Linked DNA regions of Zea mays: all the other regions are linked to region 2. A link is a contact called in public Hi-C data. All regions are on one chromosome and are shown on one strand. Each heading gives the region's core, a stretch centred on a gene start, on an enhancer-like site or on the middle of the called end of the contact. The rest is flanking DNA. Distances are from core to core; before and after follow the strand shown.

Region 1 (3,888 bases), core at 1,261-3,760, 480 kb after region 2:
CTCGTGCCCAATTGAACAAGATTGATTATGAATTTATGATCCTCCATGATAGAACAGTTCTAAATTCAAAAGATATAATAGTAACTCATGGATTGCAGCAGACCAGCTCTTCTACTGCTGGTTTGTTTTAGAATCAGTGCAATTCTCGTTTCGACAAATCTAAAGGCATTTTGCAACAACCAACAAGTCCCTTTTTATTTTGTTCTTGACCAATATAGAGGTCATCTTGTCATCGTTTGCATGTAGGATCGCACTGCCTGCTATTAGTCTACTTCTCCCTCCATTCCAAATTGTAAGTGTCTCAAGATAAATAGCTTTTACTATGTCTCTAGACGTAACATATGCCTTAGGTACATAGCAAGCTATATACCTAGAAAACTCAGATCAACTTAAAATTTGGAGCAGCGAGAGTATTATATAGCATCTGTAGATAACAGTTGGCAATTTATCGGAAAAGTTTACCATCATGCAAAGTACTCATTGTGACAAAAAAACACAGATACTTTAACAATTGAATGCTAAGCTTATGGTGAGAAGTGCTCTACCTAAACGAATATGGAAGCTTGACTTACCTTTAGTCCTACTGCAGCCAAAGTTTCTGTCACCAATTTACCAATGCGGTCCTCGGGTAAGCTTGAATTTTCATATCTAAAGCAAAGGATGGATGTATCAAAGATGAAAGCTGAACAGAAGCAATTACTGAAAAATGACCTTCTGGCAGGCATGTTCCCTTACAAAAGGAATCCAACATTTTCACGAACTGTGAGAGAATCAAAAAGTGCAGCACTTTGAAAGACCTGTATCACAACACCACATCAGAATGCTCAGGCACAAGAAGCTACAAGGAAATCATGCCATTTCTTAGTACAGATGCAACAAAGCACAAAGAATATGTACCAAACCAATGCGGAGACCCTCTATATCCTCATCGCTAACTAAACCATGCCTTTTCTTTCCACAAATGATTACATCACCCTGCTTGTTATTGCAGAGACAGATAAAGGAAAAAGAGCACATTAAACTTCCAGTTTACCAAGTTGTAATGAAAATGATTAAATGAATGATGCACTGTTGTAACATGGGCAAACTAAGAAGATGGACAACCTTGTCCGGAGCAAGCAGCCCAGCCATAACCTTCAATATAGTTGATTTTCCCGTCCCTGAAGGTCCAATTATCCCAACTGCTTCACCATGTCTAATCTACACAAAAGTATAACATTATTTTGAATCATAACTACAACAAACCAAACCTACTGAGTCATGAAAACATCAAAATATAACAGTGAACAGAATGCGTAGTGACTACAATGTGGTGACTGGTGAGTAAAAGAATAGAACTAAATAAAATTCAAATTACAAATCCTGTGCAATTGGGGATTGAGAATTACATGATTCATGCCATTTTATTGCTGCTAATGCCAATCACTGGTTCCGATTCTAGTCACAAAAAACATATATACCAATGAAAGTGGAAAGAGAAAAGCTGACCTTGAAACTAACACCTCTTAATACTTGTTTCTCTCCAAATGACTTATGGACATCTCTACATTCTATGAGTACATCACGGTCATCATCAATCTGTCTGTTCAAATCCCAGCTCCTAGATAAGCTTGAACTCTAGAGCACATGCCCACGGGTAAAGTCAAATTTCATTATATGGCATTTCAACAAAATACTGAAAAAGTATCAACGAAATTGCAAGTGAACACCTCATGGAGATTGTCAACGTTGCCCAAACCAGGACTCCTTGCAGCCAAAACAGGACCAGGACCTGTCTGACACCTTCTCATTGTCATGTCTCCTATCCTGCTTAAACAAGAAGAGATGCAAAGAATTATCACTGCAACATCACTTTACAGAACTACATAGAGGACAAATAATTCACCAAAACACATGGTGCTCATCAAGATAATCATTGATACAAAGAGGTTAAAGGATAAAGCATTCGATTCTTTTAGTGCAAGCAATCGGCCAGGCTACGATGCTATTTAATGATTCATCCACTGGATTGTTTAATTTCGGACAGATACAAATCCATCTACCTATTTCCAGGACACGGACCCTTCTGATACTGTTAAGCAAGAGGAGCAAATAGTTGGTCAGGCAGTTTATTTTTCCAAATTGAAACTACATGTTGCATTTGATACAACAGCAACAATCGTTTCTAGTACACGGGCAGCTGAAAATCAACCAAAATTAACCACGGCTGGATCGACCAACACACCAAAATGTTTCACGGTGCGGTGCCAGAAAATAGATGTGGCAACAGGGAAAGAACAGTCTCTGAGAAAGAAAGTTTTGCCTGAACGAGAGCGAGGAGCGCGCGGTTGGGTCGCCGGACGAGTGGAAAAGAAGTCCTCCATCGGCGGGGAGGTGCGGGTGGCGGAGAGCGGCGGGGATGGACGGCGACGCCATGGTCGTGCTCGGGCGGCGCCGCGTGGTGGGTGCGGGGAAAAGTGGTGCACGACGGTGTGGATGGAATCCGCTTCCTCCCGTCTCTCTCTCCCGCGAGATAATTGCCATTATGGACGAAGAGAGGAGGGGATTCGACGAAATGGAGGCGTTGGCGTTGGCTTCTCTGTTCTGGAGACGCAGGCGATAGCCAAACTCTAAAACGGAAAGGAGACAGCGCTTGGAACTGCGTTAACAGGTATTAGTTTCCTCTCTCTGTTTACCGTTCGCCTACGCAGACACCGTCTGGCGCACTCGTCTGTACACCGTCTCTTCTCCTCGCCATCACTCTGGCACACCCGAACTCTCGCTGTGGAGAAGAAGGAGCAGAGCGCCCTGGTTCCTTTAACTTCACGCGCGATCCTTCTTCCTTCTTCCCTGCCGCGCCCTGGTCTTCATCTCTCCAGCGCGCTCTGCTCCTTCTTCTCCACAGCGTCGTGGCTCCCAGCTTCTCCCTGGCTCGCCGCTCGCCCAGCTCCTTCCTAGCTTCTCTAGCTGCGCCCCTCAGCTCTCCTCTCTGGTCTCCAACGCCCAGCGCCGCGCCTGCTCCAGCCATGGTTGCCGCGCTCCCAGCTCAGAATTCCCCTGTCGTGCAGCTCGCGGTGCCCTAGATCTCCGGCCACCGTGCCTGCTCCCTTGAGCTCGCCCCTGGTTCGGCTCTGCGCCTCCCTGCTGGCCGCAGCATCTGAGTCCCCTGGCCATCGCATCTTCCTCTCTGTGCCAGCCGAGCCCAGCTCCCTCCTTGGCTCCTTGGTTCTCCTTGCCGGCGTCCTGTCTTTTCCCCAACCTCGCCGGGCTTCTCCTTCCTCTATTCGCCAGTCGAATCTCCAGCACCGCGCTCGGCTCCTTGCTCCGTCCATGGCCGTGTCCTGCGCGCGTCTGACCCCAACTCGAAGCTCTCTGCCACGGCCATGGCCAAGGTCCCTTTCCTGCACGTGCTCCCGACAGCAGGTCGACCCCGAGAGCAGCCGCAAGAAGAGACGGTGTAGAGACGAGTGCGCCAGACGGCGTCTGCGCAGGCGAACGGTAAACGGAGAGAGGAAACTAATACCTGTTAACGCAGCTTCAAGCGCTGTCTCCTTTCCGTTTTGGAGTTTGGCTGTCGCCTGCGTCTCCAGAACAGAGAAGCCAACGCCAACGCCTCCATTTCGTCGAATCCCCTCCTCTCTTCGTCCATAATGGCAATTATCTCCTCTCCCGCGGGGGTGGGGGAGCTGAGTAGCTGACGCAAAATTAACAGTCTTGTGGGGTTATGACATGTGGGGTCAGGAGTTGCTGCCGGTCTCTCAGATCGGACCATCGAAGCCGTTCGTTTAGAATCGGAGGGCCAAAGTGCGCCTTCGTATCCGCCTTCCAGCGCGTGTTCGGGGATGCCAGGATGCCCACCTCGACGTCGACTACCTCGTGTTCTCCGACGCCGCTGCCTCTGTGACCGGC
Region 2 (3,454 bases), core at 400-2,899:
ATGGGGAGTAGCTCTCTCCGGGCAGAAAGGGAATCACGGCTTGTGGGTAAAGTGCACAACCTTTGCAGAGTGTTTAAAAACTGATATATCAGCCGTGCTCGCGGTTATGAGCGGCCAAGGGAGCTCTAGTGATTAGTGGTACTTGATCAGAGATGTTCGGTTTGCAGGTGGCAATGAGATTGATGGTTCTTGGTTTTGACTCTGGTAATGGTAAGTGGTACTCTTTCCGTTTGGAAAGGAGTATGGTTGGGTTAATAATATGGATTAATTCTAAAACTTGGCTTTCTGTACTAGTAATAATAATCTGACCAACTAAAAGCAACTGCTTGACTTACCCCCACATAAAGCTAGTCCACTACAACCAAACATGATACTTGCCGAGTATGTTGATGTGTACTCACCCTTGCTCTACACACCAACCCCCTCCATCCCCAGGTTGTCAGCATTGCAACCACTGCTCAGGAGAAGATGAAGCCGTGGAAGGAGACTTCCAGGAGTTCCAAGACTACGACGAGTTTTAGGCGTGGGTTAGCGGCAACCACCAGTCGGCTCCCTGTGAAGGCCGCGTTTATCTACGTTTCTTTTCCGCACTTTGATTTATTGTAAAGACTATGTGGATGTCTCAGACATATGATGTAATCGATTATTATTTCCCTTTTTAATACTATTTGAGCACTATGTGATGATGTCCATGTTATGTAACTGTTGTGTACGTGAATTGCTGATCCTGGCACGTACATGGTTCACATTCGGTTTGCCTTCTAAAACCGGGTGTGACAGCGAGCGAGCGCACCCACGTGTGGTGTTCCATCCTCCCCCCTCATCCATGACTTGGAGGGAGAGAGATGCCTCTAGATATAAACTAGTCTCACTAAATTTAGATTAGCAATGTGGTACTACGGTTCCCATACATGGTCTTTTGAGGTTTTTTGGAATTTAATTGAATTTCTCAATTTAGGCCAAGCTCATTAATCTAACAAGGGCTGGAAACGAGACGAGCCAAACTCCGCTCGGCTCGTTGACAGACTGAGCACGGCTTGGGTCGGCTCGTTCACTCAACGAGTTGAAAGATGAGGCTCGACTCGGCTCGCAAGCTCGACCTTAATAAATAATATTGTATTATATAGTGCTTTAATAGTATATAAATGTGAAAAATATAATCATCATTCAACATTATAAATAAAATTATCTATTATCTATCATTATTATATAGTTTGATTAATTTGGTACAACTCGCGAGCCAGAGGGAGCTGGCTCAGTTCGACTCGGTGGACCAGCGAGCTCAAAAACTAGGCTCGACTAACTCGAGGCTCGCAAACCGCTCCGAACCAAGCCGGACCGTCCCAAGCTCGAGCTAGCTCACAAGCTTCGCACTCTTTTTCTAGCCTTAAATCTAACAATATTGGCGAGAAGGTGTTAGGCTCGATGACAATGGCAAGTTCTAAAGTGCGTGCTGAACTGAAGCTCGTGCCGATGAGGTCGACTGAAAGTAGTAGGTTGGTGGGAGTGATGTTTGAGTGTGTTGGTTGGTGGGCCGTTGTAAAAGTATATTCACCTGGATGGGCTGGGCCGAGTGGATACCTGCCTGGGCTGGTTGTGTCTGAGTATGTGCCGTATAAAACAGGTGACTGGGGAACGGGAGAAAAATAATAAAAGTGAAATTCCATTACCTTGCTGTCTCGGTCTGTCGGCCATCGCCGGTTGCGCAGCGGGCAGCGGCTCACGTCGACGGGGAAGACTCCGGAGGCCACGGGCGTTACATTCTCCTGCCGTATTTTTGCGGTAATTGCGCCGCTCTTCCCTTCCCTTTGCTCTGTATTAGGATTCTTGATTTATGTGTGGGTTTCCACCGCGCTACCGCAGTCGATGCCGTACCTCAGATGCAGACGAGGTAGAGCATCACATTAATGAGGTGCTAGGATTATCATAAGCTCTATTCTAGGGTTCTTGATTTGGGCGTGGGTTCTGATTTCACCCCGGGGAAATACTTTGCAAAGATGACGGACACGTGTGGAATTAGTATTGCGTAGCCATCGATACAACGATTTCCTTGCAACTGAAATTGATGAATACTAGTACTAAAAGTGATTGAGGCAGCTCCTAAAATACCGAACTTGTACGCCTTAGAAAGTTACTGAAATTGCAGCTTTGGTTGCTCATCCGAAAAGGGCCTGAACCATATGCATATCAGGTATGGGAAGTTTAGCCTTAACACAAGTCTAATTCTCCCACAAAAGATGGTGATGCAACTACGTAAGACATATATGATCAAATTGATCATGCCATCAAGCTCATCTCCTTCGTCAATCATGAGCATCCAGCAAAGGTAGTGTGCCCTCCATGCATTGTATACTCCTATAGTCTTAGTTTCTTGCATGTTATCGTTAGTAATGTAGTGATTTGTATTAATCAATTTTTGTTGAGGACGGGCTTCTGAAGTCCATGCTGCCTTTTTATGAATGTTTGTATCAATAGGAACATCAGAGTTATGAAGACTTCTCGTATGATGCCTTAGGGACCAGTTTAGAATTGAATCCGTGTATCAGATAATAACATGCCCAATTTATTTTGTCATACGTAGCAATGATATCAAGGGTAGCTTTTTTGTGCATTTGTTTACTCTAGTATGCTAGTTTTGTATTAATTCCTTAGTCGAAAACAAGCTAGCATATTAGGTGCCCTTCCATTCAAAATGAAATATGTACTAATCTACTTACTGGTTGTATTTATTATTTCATAGATTGTGACCACCAGTTCTCGTTGGAGAAGATTGAAAACATTACATATTTGGTATTTGAACTTTTAAGAATGGCACCATTAGTCACTTTCATTAAAACTGTCATTGGTCTTCGATTAGAAAATGTCAAAGCCTGAAGGTTTCATCTTCTGCAGCAACTCCAGCTTGTTCCATTTCTCCTTCGCCAGCGTCTGCCAATGGTTTAGAAGACCAATAGTTTTGCAAGCAACTCGTTTAGGAGATTTCAGTTTTTTTTTGTTGAAAAAATAGATTGTTTCTCGTGTTCCACAGAGCCCAACCCGCTCCATCTATTACGAACCATATGAACATGTTCTTGTTCCCTCCTTCGCTGTTCTAGCAGTTCTCCTGAAATTTTTAATGGATGTTGGGATCTTCGACAAGCCCAAACTATTTCTCACCCAACACCGCCCAAGTCATAACAGCTGTAGGACATCTAAACAAAAGATTGCCCACAGTTTCTTCTTTTCCACAGAATCTGCACCCTTTGGACCCATCCCAATTTCTCCTCAGTTGTTCCACTATTGTACATTATCATCTTTTGCAATGCAAAGATTTTCATCTCTTGCATTTTTGGTTACTTGCTTCTGATTGCTATAGGTTATCAAAAATAAGGCAACACAAGTTATTAAACCATAAGCTTCTCCCTTCAATTAATCCTTTTTCGAAGGTTAATTCAAGAGAGAAGACAAAGGGTGC
Region 3 (3,605 bases), core at 256-2,755, 350 kb after region 2:
AGTAAATTAGTTGATTAAATTTGTACTGAATGAGAGAGGATAAAGCCACTGAACAAATGAGAGGTGATTATTTTAATTTGCAATTTGTTTACATGATAAATTAGATATGAAATTGTTTGTCATATATTCTTATACGTTGTGTTGTACTAATCATATTTTAGTCTTACTTTTATATATGCTTGCGCTTTGCCATACCTTAAAATTGTTTCGTCCTCCGTGCACCGTTCACCACACAAATTGAACTAGTTACATAATATTTTTATGACATACGACCTTTTATTGTCACTAAGGCACTATTTAAAAGCAACCCAGTTTTAAAGTAACCAGTTTTTATCTTTTACCTAGGAGAGACCAGTTTCTTGGTTTTAAAAAAAACGAGAATCTAATTTCTACGAACTGAGTTATAAACTGGTATGTTTAGAGTCACCTCAATTTTTATAAACTAGTTTCTTAAAAGCTGAGTGCTCTAAATTGTCAAACGATGTGACTAAAATAAAGACTAAACTATTTTAGTCTCTAGTAGTCTAGTCTTCAAAGGGTGCTTAAAATGCACTAAATCATATTAATTTCACTTTTTCTATTTCAGTTGCAATAATTACGAGAGAATGTTAAGGGATATTTTGTTTTTCTAATGATTTATTTGGTATGCTCTAAATACTTTTAGTCGCTACAATTAAGCAGGACAGTGACTAAACTTTAGTCATATAACTAAAAACTAAACTTTAGACTAAGGCCCCGTTTGTTTCCTTTCATTTTGAGGAATTGAAATCTTACTAATAGAATAGACTATTTTTTAGGATGTGACATTCCAACACTTTCCAAAGTTATCATATAAGTCTATCTCAAATTCATGAGGTGAGAGTTGGAAATTGATTCTATAGATTTTCATGCTATTTTTTCGATGTACAACTTATAGCATACTCATCTGCTTGCTTGATATAACATAAATATAGTATATAACTATCTCTATCATATGATTTAGGATAATATACAAATATATTACATATATAAATATATGAATTTAATTAGTTTTGTCTAAATTATAATTATAAAAATAGAATTTAATTCTAACGAAATAAAAGGGGGCCTAAAGGAAAAAAAGACTCTAAGGGCTAGTTTGGAAACTACATTTTTCCCAAAGATTTCTATTTTTTCATGGGAAAATAAACTAATTTTCCTTAGTAAAATGAAAATCTCTTGAAAAAAATATGGTCTAAAAACGGCCTGAATACCTTAAATAAAACGGCCTAAAAACAGAGGAGCAGGAAACTGCCACAAATCGAGAAGCGCGTACCTATCAGTTTCGGATATAAACAAAAACGATACGGAAATTAGAAAACGTGCGTCACTAGCATGAATGGAGGAGCACGCGCGCTATTTGGGCACCGATAGCGGCCTAGCCCATATCGTAGGAGGGAACAGCCCGTCTTTTTCAATGGAACGAGGGAAGGCCCCCAGAATATCATGTCGGCCGGGGCCATCTCCACCGTACGTCCACTCCATCCGCACCCAGTCTCGGCGCCTCACCCCCCAAAATCCTCTCGCGGTCGCGGATCGCTCTTCCCTCCCCCTCTTATCTCTTTCTCTTCTCCCATTCCTTCCTTCCACTCCCCCGCCCAGCGCCACCATGGCCTCCTCCGTCGCGGTGTCCCTCCGCGCCCTCGCTGCCGCCCCGCTCCCCAAGTCCAGCCCCGCCACTTCCTGCCCCTTCTTCGTGCTCCTTGCGCCGGCGCTGCCCCGACGCCTGCTCCGCCTCCGCTCCGCACGCCGCCTGCCGCTCGCCCCGCTCGCCGCCTCCGATTCCGCCTTCGAGTCCTCCGTCGGAGTTAACTACGCGGAGCCCGACGACTCGGAGAAGGATAAGGAGGTGGAGTTGTTCGGATCGGGTGACGACGAGGGGGCGGGTGAGTTGGTGGATGACCATTCCGTAGAGGTCTCAGCCGCTGTCGAGGACGAGGTGGAGGAGGAGGTCGGGGAGTACGTTGAGCCGCCCGAGGAGGCCAAGGTCTACGTCGGAAACCTGCCCTACGACGTCGACAGCGAGCGCCTCGCTCAGCTCTTCGACCAGGCCGGCGTCGTCGAGGTCGCAGAGGTGACGTCCCTTCAACAATTGTTTGTGGCTACTGCCTCCCCCTTGTCCTACTCCTTGCCCCGGAACAAATTTGCCTCAACTTAGACCGCACCGCAGCCACTGTAGCGGCATCACACTGTAGTTAGTCCTGCTCTTCTGCATTTTGTTGTGCGGCGAGCGGGAATTGCGCATTTGAAGTTGCAAGGGTGCTGCTGCTGCAATCTACTTGCGTTATTTGTGAACTTATTCCTGCACATGTTGCAATGTGATATTGCTTCATAAGATATGCTTATGTGTTTACAGGTTCTTATCAGAATTACATCTTAACTTAGTTATTGATTAAATCCTTGTTGCACTGGGTTATGCTGCTTTCACCACAAAATTTCATCCTAGGACACTGCACATATATATTTGTTGTTTATAAAGAACCCCCCCCCCCCCCCCCCCTCCCTCTCTTTACCTGTCCATGCTATTGAGGTGGCTTCGTAGCTAGTGTCCGTGAGTTCACTATTTTAGGGTTGTTTGAATGCACTCGAGCTAATAGTTAAGGGGTGTTTGGTTTCTAGGGACTAATTTTTAGTCCCTACATTTTATTCTATTTTAGTCTCTAAATTGGCAAATACAGAAACTGAAATAGTGTTTTAGTTTTCGTATTTGGCAATTTAAGGACTAAAGATTAGTCCCTAGAAACCAAACACCCCCTTAGTTGGCTAAAAATTGGTGGTGAAATCAGCTAGGTAACAAATATCTAGCTAACTATTAGCTAATTTGCTAAAAATAGCTAATAGTTGAACTATTAGTTAGACTTTTTGGATGTTTCGGCTAATTTTAGCAGCTAGCTATTAGCTCTAATGCATTCAAACATGGCCTTAATCATATAGTTAAATGATAGTTCAAGGGTACCATTGTTTGATCTTTTAGGGGTATATGTTTTCGTGTTCCCCCTGGGTTGAAAAAAAGGAGCTTGCTCATTTGTTCTGAAATGGACTTTGTCACTGCGCAGGTCATTTACAACAGAGAAACAGATCAAAGTCGTGGGTTTGGGTTTGTCACTATGAGCACTGTCGAGGAGGCTGAGAAGGCTGTGGAGATGTTCCATCGCTATGTGAGTTTATTGATGACTATCAGCTATTAATTTTTTTGACAGATTTTGGGTATAGTTATGGTTAATATGGCCTGTTTGCTTATGCCATTTGCAACTCATTTTACTATGGTGAGCTTCAAATTTGCACGCTTGCATTATGCATGGATTGCTGCTCTCAGTTTCCATATGAATATGCTTCATGTCATGTGTACTGTTCTCATTCTGAGGGCATGAGCGGTTCTACAAGAGGGCATGGAGTTTTGACTAAGCAAATTCATCCTTAGTCAAAATTCGTGCAATGTGCTAGCTCCTCTTGTAGAACCTACAAGTCATAAGTAGAAAACTCAGCACTTTCCCCAACTTTTTCCAGTCCTCCCACAGCTGCTCTTACAACCAGTGTTGGAAAATATAGTGTTCAATGTTAAGCATAGAAGCTTCAACTTGAGCCAA

Evidence for each region. A called contact is a pair of places that touch in the nucleus more often than the background predicts.
Region 1: a contact with region 2 is called in a Hi-C map of leaf, with 4 times the contacts expected there. The contact joins the promoter of LOC100280328 here to the promoter of LOC100191359 in region 2. A contact is called at or near these places in 3 of 25 Hi-C or Micro-C datasets (ear, leaf and tassel).
Region 3: a Hi-C map of ear shows a contact between it and region 2, with 3 times the contacts expected there. The contact joins the promoter of LOC542277 here to the promoter of LOC100191359 in region 2. A contact is called at or near these places in 3 of 25 Hi-C or Micro-C datasets (ear, leaf and tassel).

The regions. Positions count from the first base shown.
Region 1 is chr7:47,469,307-47,473,194 of Zm-B73-REFERENCE-NAM-5.0, reverse strand. It overlaps LOC100280328, which reads right to left and starts at 2,510. Exons shown (of 11, transcript NR_158545.1): 1 at 2,303-2,510; 2 at 1,710-1,806; 3 at 1,489-1,617; 4 at 1,105-1,195; 5 at 898-975; 6 at 736-797; 7 at 573-648.
Region 2 is chr7:47,949,818-47,953,271 of Zm-B73-REFERENCE-NAM-5.0, reverse strand. It overlaps LOC100191359, which reads left to right and starts at 1,649. Exons shown (of 3, transcript NM_001136793.2): 1 at 1,649-1,782.
Region 3 is chr7:47,594,551-47,598,155 of Zm-B73-REFERENCE-NAM-5.0, reverse strand. LOC542277 (nucleic acid binding protein 1) reads left to right here and starts at 1,505. Exons shown (of 4, transcript NM_001111877.1): 1 at 1,505-2,092; 2 at 3,075-3,176. The coding sequence starts at 1,628.